Linked DNA regions of Mus musculus: region 1 is linked to region 2. Evidence: chromatin contacts called from public Micro-C data. All regions are on one chromosome and are shown on one strand. Each heading gives the region's core, a stretch centred on a gene start, on an enhancer-like site or on the middle of the called end of the contact. The rest is flanking DNA. Distances are from core to core; before and after follow the strand shown.

Region 1 (4,175 bases), core at 1,593-4,092, 130 kb before region 2:
CAGAAGACCACAGGACACTGAGGGACAAACCTGCTTCAGTCTCTGGGGAGTAGTTGCTAGCAGCCTCTGATCCCAGCAGCTCCCCCCCCCTTCCCCATTCAAAGGCAGGCACCCAAAAGCACTCCCTATCTCTCTGGTCCCCAGGGCTGTCTGACCTGCTTCCCACAGGAGCTTAGGGAGCCCTGAGAAAGGGACCAGCTCTCTGGCAATTTGTGGATATGTGCTCTCATTTTAAGTAAATCCCAGCTGCCTTCATTTTTCAGGAAAAGGGGAAGCTCTGAATATGTCCTCACTCTTATGCACCCACTTTTAAACAAATGTGGGGTTTTTTTTTGTTTGTTTGTTTGTTTTCTGTTAGAGAGAAAATAAACCAAACTTAAAAAAAAAAAGTAAAACGAACACTCTTGCCTCCAAGTGGGAGTCTGATCCTAAAGCTCAGACAGTGACCTGGGGGCTCAGCTCATCTTCTTCCTCCAGGAAGCCTTCCATTGAGATAATTCTACTTCCTAGACCTGTTTCCCTAGAGGGTTCAACCTCCCAGGCCAGCACACAGGAAGTTCCGGAAAACGCCACCTCTAGTTGTCTACTCAGCATTATTAATGGGTGCTTGAGGGGCTTAGGTCACAGGAATATCTGCCTCTCTAAAGACACCAGGGAAGAGAACACCACCTCTCCAGATCCTGGCTGGAAAGAAATTCAGTACTGCATCTGTACTGCCCCAGTGAGGCCTCACGTTGGGCCTAGAGAACAGAGCCGGAGGTAATGCCAGGCGGGCCGGGGAGGCATGCTAAGTAGCTCCACTTTCTTCTCCACAGTGGTAACTATGATTCCAGGCATAATCTGAGTCCCACAAAAACCACAACCCTCAAACAATTTCTTGAACCTTAAAGCCAGGAGTGCACAGGAGACTCAGTTCGGAATTCATAGCCCTCCCAGAGAACCCTGATTTGGCGCCCCCACACAACCCCAACTCATGGGCAATACAATTATGGAGGCCCTCTCTTGGGCTCCAGAGTGATGGAGAGCACCAGCCACCTGGGAAGGAGCGAAGGCAATGCCATTAACAGTGACTGGGGACGTGTCCGTGTGCCACTTTATTTGTACACGACCTTGGTATCTACCAGCGCTCAACTCTCCTTCCCTGTGCACGTGTCTGCCTTTGCCAGGACTATCGAAGTTAAGCAGACCAGATGTGGCGGTGGGAGACTGCCACTTCCGGGAGGGATAAAGCCTGAGGCTCCGCACCTCGCCTCTGCCTTCCAGGGGTTGGGCAAAGCCGCCAGTGGAAAGGACACCCGGGACTTCACAGCGGGTGCGGGGGCTAGGGGCGTGGACACCCGGAGGGCAGCGCTGACACCTGGCGGCGACCCAGGACCCGGCCCACGTCAAGGACCAGCGCTGCGGGGCGGTTCCCAGGGAAGGGTTACAGGGGCCGAGAACAAAGCGCCCCCGTTGGGGAAGGCGGGCTAGCGGACGGCGGCTGGGGCGGGAGAGCACTTTCTGGGGTACCCTCGACCAAGCTCTTTGTCGGCCAAGCCGCTGATTAGAGAGACCGACCCCCACCAAAGGTGGATGGCTGCATCCTACCCAGAAGCTTTCCCCCACCAGTCGCCAGCTCCACGTTCGTCCCTCTTTCCCCGCGGCCCTACTGGGCGGGCCAAGGGACCCGCCTTCCCTACGCGCGGCTTCAGCACAAAGCCGAGTCGGGGGAGGGGAAGAGCCGTACCGGGGTCCACTCGCGGGGAGGGTCCCCCGCGCGGGCCATGCGGAGGAGGCCCTCCGGGGGCAGCACAACTTCAGCGACCCCAAAGTTGGGTTCTTAGGGTCTTCAGCGTTCTGAAGCCAACTTCCCGGAACCTCCCGCTGCCAGCTCGGCCCGGCTCACCTGGGGCAGCCAGAGAAAAACCGAAGGTCCCTGAGCCACCCTCTTGTGTCCCACAAACAGCCTTAATCCCGTCCCTCCCGCCACCCCGAACGTCAGCTTCCCCCTGTTCCCGCGCCGGCTCTGCTGTGCCCAAACTTGCCCCGGTGCAAAGGGCCGAGCGCCCGGACTCCGCGGCGCTGGGGGTGCAGCCTGCAGTCTGGTTTGAATTAGGGTCTATGGAAAAGGCGTTGTGGCCATGGCCACTGCATCCCTCCGGGACACTGGCGGAGGCCAGGCCGCTGAGATGGCCAGCAAGACAGCAACGGGAGAGAGCAACTCCAAGCGGCGCCTAAGGCCGGCGGAGCGCCTAAGGCCGGCGGACTCAGACCCATGTGGAGTCGTTTTACTTAATTGGGAGCGGGGAACCAATGGAGGTTCCACTCTGCAGGACGCCCGGACCACGAGCTGGGATAGCCTCCTGGCATCCACGGACCGTAGAGGAATTGGGACAGGAGTCCTCATTAAAGGGCTCACCATCCCAGGATCCGCCAGGCAGCGCGGGAAGAAGTCCCCGCTCCCCTCCCCCTCCACGTGCTGCCGCCTGCATGGCATCGGCGAGTGGCGAGTCCCGGCTTCCCGCCGCCTCCCAGCCCTGCCCCGGGCCACACTCACCGGGAGGGCAGGCTGCAGGCGCAGCGCCAGCGCGCAGAGCCAGAGCCAGAGCGCCGCGCGTCTCATGCTGCCCAGACCGGCGGCGGGAGCTCGGTGGGCTTCGTGGATCCGAGTTGCCGGTTGCACGGAGCTCCGGGCCGGCTCTGCTGATTGCTCTGCGCTTTGCTGTCCCAGGCTCCTGCCCAGCTCGCTGCTCTCTCGAGCGAGGGCTGTAGGTTTCGCCGGCTGGAGTCAGCTCCCGACTGCCAGGTCCCTTCCTCTGCGTTAGGCTCTGTCTCCTCTGGCCCGCACCTCTCCCGCGGAGCTCCGCCTTATAATAAACCCAAAGGCTCTGCAGTTGCAAAACTAGCCGCCCACCCCCAGCTCCGCGGGCCTGGGTAGTCCCAATCTCCACCCCTCGGGCCCCGCCCCCTGGGTTGCCCCGCCCCTTGGAGCGCCCCACCCCCCAGGGATCCAGCCACACCCCCTTCCACGCCTCCTAGGATCGAAGCCCACCCCACTCTTCAGCTCTTGCAGGTCTGAGTCCCACCTTCCTCCCCTGAGCACTGGTGAGTGCCGGCAATCTGTAATTCCCGCGTCGCACCTTCCTTGATGCGTAGCTGACGGAGACCCAGGTGCACTCGCTACTATGTCCTGGTCCGGAGTCCGGAGGCACTGCCCTGGAGAAGGGCGATTGTTAGTTCTCTACGTGCGAGGCTGCAGCGCCCTCTGGGCGAGGACACCCAGGGGTCCTCCAGGTGAGCAAGATTTTGGGGGCAACCTCGGAGCCCCACAGCGATGAGGCTATATATAAACCGAGGGATCGATGTATGGTTCCCACCTCCCCACGGGCTGAGGATAGGGGACCCCTGAGGTCTTGGTCCTTTACTTAATTGCTGGGAACTCCAGACCTTTAAAGACCTTTAAAGACATGAGCACTGTCTGGAAGAGCTGGCTTTGTTATTGTTTTTATTATTATTATTATTATTATTATTATTATTATTTTCTTTTTTGCTGTCTTTCTATTTATAGAAAGCCCCTTCTCTTCCTTGTCCAAGACCAAAGGAAAAAATAAATGGCCTCTTTGTTTCCAGGTGACCGCAGGCCTAACCAGCTGCGGAGCTCCAGTTGAATTCCTGTTCCTTCATGATTCTCTATGGGGCCTGGACCTCACAGTTTCCAACGTCCTTCAGACGTGTCAGTCCAAAAAGGAGCCCAGAGAGCCTACAGGCGAGGCAGATAGCAGCGAGAGCAAGGAGGAAGAACCAGCCCTGTCTTGCCCTCAATCTGTAGATGGTGCCAAAGGCCCTTTGCACCTGCAAGGCAGGGGCCATAGATGGCATCCATCCTTGTTCCTCAGCCCCACATCAGCTGGCCTGGACTGAGAAGCTAGATCTGAGGCTCAGCGTCTCGGGAAGTCCCCAGTGTAGACTCTACACTGTGGAACCAGCCTTCTGGGAATTCAACAGCCTCCTTTACACACACCACACCTCCAGCAGTAGCCCAACAACCAGCACCCAGTTGTGTTTGAACACTTTTGTCCTCAGGAAACTCTCCCTTTTGGCGTCTCAGCTGCCCTAGGTCTAACTATGGGCTACATACAGATCCTGCCCAGTTCTTGCCTAGATCCTTGAGGGTCTTGGTAAAGAATACCCAATAG
Region 2 (4,265 bases), core at 904-3,403:
GATAGGAAAAAATATATTGAACCCACCACAGAAGACAAGTGGATTTGGGGTGCTGAGAGGGATGATCAGAAGTTTTCCATTGAATTTTTAAGTGTGTGTGTGTGTGTGTGTGTGTGTGTATTGTATACATGTGTGGCTGGAGAGATGCCTCAGAGGATAAGAACATGTAGGGAACTTTTAGAAGATCTAAGATAGATTCCCAGAATCCATGTCACAAGGTTCATAACCACCTTTAACTGCATCTCCAGGGAATATGAAAATCTCTGACCTCTCTACATGCACCTACACTCACATGTGTACAGCCACACAAAGACAAACACACGTACATATGATTGCTTGATAAACAAACAAACAAACAAACAAATTTAAAAAACCAGATTTGGGAGCAGCGACAGTATTTTCCCAAGAGGGATGACTCTAACTATTGCATATTCTTTGCTGTTACAGCTTATCCATCTTGGCTCCTGTCCTTACTGTGTGGCTTCACAGTTTTAACAATGACTCCATCCAAAGGTCTCCCCTTCCTCATGTTTCTAAATTTCCCAGTGCCAGAATTATCTGCTTGTTTCTTGGTTTGGGTCTGGTGGACAGACTGATCAACATTAAGTATATCTGTAAATCTCAACTGCCTACTCTGGGGTTCTATGCACAAGCCTGAACCCATGGCTTATGCAGCCATGGACTGGATAGATTATGTGTGCCCTCTATATAATACCTATGATAAAACTTAATTGACAAATTAGGCACTAGCAATCAGCCACAACTACTACAAATAAAATAGAACAAATGTATGAATTATTTTGGGAATTTTCCATTCAATAGTTTCTGTCCACAGATTACTATGGGTAACAAAGGGCATAGAGAACAAAGACATGAACAGGGGTGACTACTTGTATAGCAAAGTCCTGTTCCACAAGCTGGGTGACTACTTTTGGTTCTGTGAGCCAGGCTAAGGCCTACAATGCCCTGCTCTGATTAATAAATCCCTTGGAAGTTCTGAATATGCTGTGCAGCCAGCGTGTCTGATCTGTCTGTGCTCTCTGATAGAATAATTCTTGATTCTAGCAGTCCATTGAGTTAAAGTAGGGTCAACAGCCTGTTTATAAAGAAGTACAATATTTTACATCATTAAGGCTGGGAAATAGCTACAGACATTGAGTGGTTTTCTTTCTAGTCTAGTTCCTATGAAGACAAGATGTCAGCGACCCAAGGATGGCACCCTTAGTAATTTATTAAACCTATGCAAAGAAGGATGCTTTTTCCCGTTTGCATTCTTTTGTTTCAGTATTTCTGAAGCCCCAGTACAGGACGGGTTCTCGTGTGTCTCAGGTGATTTTTATAAGATTTATTCATCTATCTCGCGTCTATGTGAGCTCACTATAGCTGCACAGGGTGTGAGCCTGCGTGGGGGTCTCTGGGAATCGAGTGACAGGACCTCTGAGCGCTCCGGCCTCGCCCCAGACATTTAGAGTTTTTTGGGGGGTGTCAGGGTTTTGCTGCTTTTTTAAAGAGTAGTGTTTAGTGCTCTTGAGTATTTTTATTTAAAATGCTAGGGTTTTATTTTTGGGGTTTAAGAGTTTTAGGGTCTCCAGGCAGGGGTGGCACACGCTTTTCATCCCAGCAGCACTTGGGACGAGGCAGAGGCAGTGGATCTCTGAGTTCGAGGTCAACCTGGGCTACAGCGTGAGCTCCCACACGATAAGCACACGAGACTTTTTTTATTTTATATAAAAATCACGGCCGCCCGCCCTTGTCTTTGCAGACGCGGATCTCTCTGCGGGGGGCGGGGGGGGGCGGTTTCAGTCTCTGGGGCTGTCAGTCACGGTCGGGCGGGCGGGACTTCTGGCGCTGTTCCCTGCTCCTGGAAACAGTGAGTGGGGAAGCTTCCCGATTGGAAGCTGCTGCCGTCAATCACAGCGGAGTGGGCGGGACTTCCCGCCACAGACCAGCACTCTCAAGCAGAGCGCGTGCACAGACCCGAGCCTCCTGTTTTCCCGCCGCTGCCACCCGAAAACGGCCCGCCAGGGTCTCTCCGCCGCCGCCGTGAGCGCCGCTGTCCCGGGGACAGCGGATTGGAAGCAGGCAGTCACTGGCCGTGGACAGGAAGTCTCTCTCCCGCCATCTCAGGTCAGTGCAGTGGCGGGCATGTCCCTGCCTCAGCCTCGAGGCATGCTGGGAGTTGTAGTTCTGTTCCGGCTTTGGGTCCTCTGAGCCTCGCCCCCTTTTTCTTTTTTTTTTTTTTTTCGAGACTGGGTTGATTTTTTTGTTTTTTGTTTTTTGTTTTTGTTTTCTTTTTCATGGGACTAGACTTTATTTATTTAATTTATTTATTTTTATTAGATATTTTCTTTATATACATTTCAAATGCTATCCGGAAAGTTTTCTATACCCTCCCTCTGCCCTGCTCCCCTACCTTCCCACTCCCGGTTCTTCCCTGTATTGGGGTATATAAAGTTTGCAATACCAAGGGGCCTCTCTTCCCAGTGATGGCCGACTAGGCCATCTTCTGCTACATATGCAGCTGGAGATATGAGCTCTGGGGGTACTGGTTAGTTCTATTGTTGTTCCACCTATAGGGGTGCAGACCCCTTCAGCTCCTTGGGTGCTTACTCTAGCTTCTTCATTGGGGGCCCTGTGTTCCATCTTATAGATGACTGTGAGCATCCACTTCTGTATTTGCCATGCACTGACATAGCCTCATATAAGACAGCTATAACAGGGTCCTTTCAGCAAAATCTATCAGGCATTGTGCAATAGTGTTTGGGTTTGGTGGCTGATTGTGGGATGGATCCCCAGGTGGGGTAGTCTCTGGATGGTCCATCCTTTCGTCTTAGCGCCAAACTTTGTCTCTGTAACTCCTTTTAGTATTTTGTTCCCAATCTAAGGAGAAATGAAGTATCCACCCATTGGTCTTCCCTCTGCTTGATTTTCTTGTGTTTTGCAAATTGTATCTTGGGTGTTCTATGTTTCTGGGCTAATATCCACTTATCAGTGAGTGCCTACCTAATGACTTCTTTTGTGATTGGGTTACCTCACTAAGGATGATATCCTCCAGATACATCCATTTGTCCAAGACTTTCATAAATCCATTGTTTTTAATAGCTGAGTAATACTCCATTGTGTACATGTACCACATTTTCTGTATCCATTCTTCTGTTGAGGGACATCTGGGTTCTTTCCAGCTTCTGGCTATTATAAATAAGGCTGCTATGAACATAGTGGAGCATGTGTTCTTATTACCAGTTGGAACTTCTTCTGGGTATATGCCCAGGAGAGGCATTGCTGGATCTACCGGCAGTACTATGTCCAATTTTCTGAGGATCTTCCAGACTGACTTCCAGAGTGCTTGTACAAGCTTGCAATCCCACCAACAATGGAGGAGTGTTCCTCTTTCTCCACATCCTCGCCAGCATCTGCTGTCACCTGAATTTTTGATCTTAGCCATTCTGACTGGTGTGAGGTGGAATCTCAGGGTTGTTTTGATTTGCATTTCCCTGATGATTAAGGATGTTGAACACCTTTTCAGGTGCTTCTCAGCCATTCGATATTCCTCAGGTGAGAATTCTTTGTTTAGCTCTGAACCCCATTTTTTAATGGGATTATTTGAATTTCTGGAGTCTAGCTTCTTGAGCTCTTTGTATATATTGGATATTAGTCCCCTATCAAAAGAAAAATCCTTTTTTTTTCTTTCTTTTTTGTTTTTTTTTTTTTTTTTGAGACTGGGTTGTTATTTTTTCTAATTATTTTTTATTTTTAATTTTTGAATGTTTAATATTTATTTATTTATCCATCTATCTATTTCTCTATATTTTGGTTTTTTTAAGATTTATTTATTATTATATCTAACTACACTCTAGCTGTCTTCAGATGCACCAGAAGAGGGGTGTCAGATCTCTTTATGGATGGTTGTGAGCCACCATGTGGTTGCTGGGATTTGAACTCAGGACTTCAGAAGAGCAGTCAGTGCTCTTAACCACTGAGCCATCTCACCAGTCCATAATGTTGGTTTTCCCCATACTTGGTGTCTCTGGGCTTAACCCTGAGACAGATGCTCTGGCCTGCCACCTGGTGGCGAAAGGTTGTCACTGCAATGCTCCCCTTTTTGTGAGAAAGAGAGAGAGAGAGAGAGAGAGAGAGAGAGAGTGTGTGTGTGTGTGTGTGTGTGTGTGTGTTTGTTTTTTGTTTTTGTTTTTTCTTGAGGCAGGGTTTCTCTGTATAGCCCTACTGTCCTAGAACTCACTCTGTAGACCAGGCTGGCCTTTAAC

The links. Hi-C and Micro-C count contacts between places; a contact is called where the count stands out from the background.
Region 1: a Micro-C map of embryonic stem cells shows a contact between it and region 2, with 5 times the contacts expected there. The contact joins the promoter of Sdc1 here to the enhancer-like site in region 2. A contact is called at or near these places in 1 of 39 promoter capture datasets (pre-B cells), 7 of 484 Hi-C or Micro-C datasets (the HL-1 cell line, the N1E-115 cell line, embryonic stem cells and 3 more), 2 of 115 datasets of contacts at active chromatin or transcription factors (bone marrow-derived macrophages and neural tube) and 1 of 9 other capture datasets (liver).

What each region holds. Positions count from the first base shown.
Region 1 is chr12:8,770,063-8,774,237 of GRCm38.p6, reverse strand. Sdc1 (syndecan 1) reads right to left here and starts at 2,842. Exons shown (of 5, transcript NM_011519.2): 1 at 2,537-2,842. The coding sequence starts at 2,602. Gm4755 (a long non-coding RNA gene) reads left to right here and starts at 2,967. Exons shown (of 3, transcript XR_381238.4): 1 at 2,967-3,273; 2 at 3,610-4,175.
Region 2 is chr12:8,638,704-8,642,968 of GRCm38.p6, reverse strand. No RefSeq gene overlaps it. Among named protein-coding and RNA genes, the nearest start is that of Pum2, 33 kb to the left of the region's middle. Within about 2 kb of position 2,153, at least 448 of the 459 cell types and tissues checked have an H3K27ac peak or open chromatin away from gene starts, as enhancers often do. A contact at or near this core is called in the HL-1 cell line, the N1E-115 cell line, bone marrow-derived macrophages and 5 more, where this site is marked.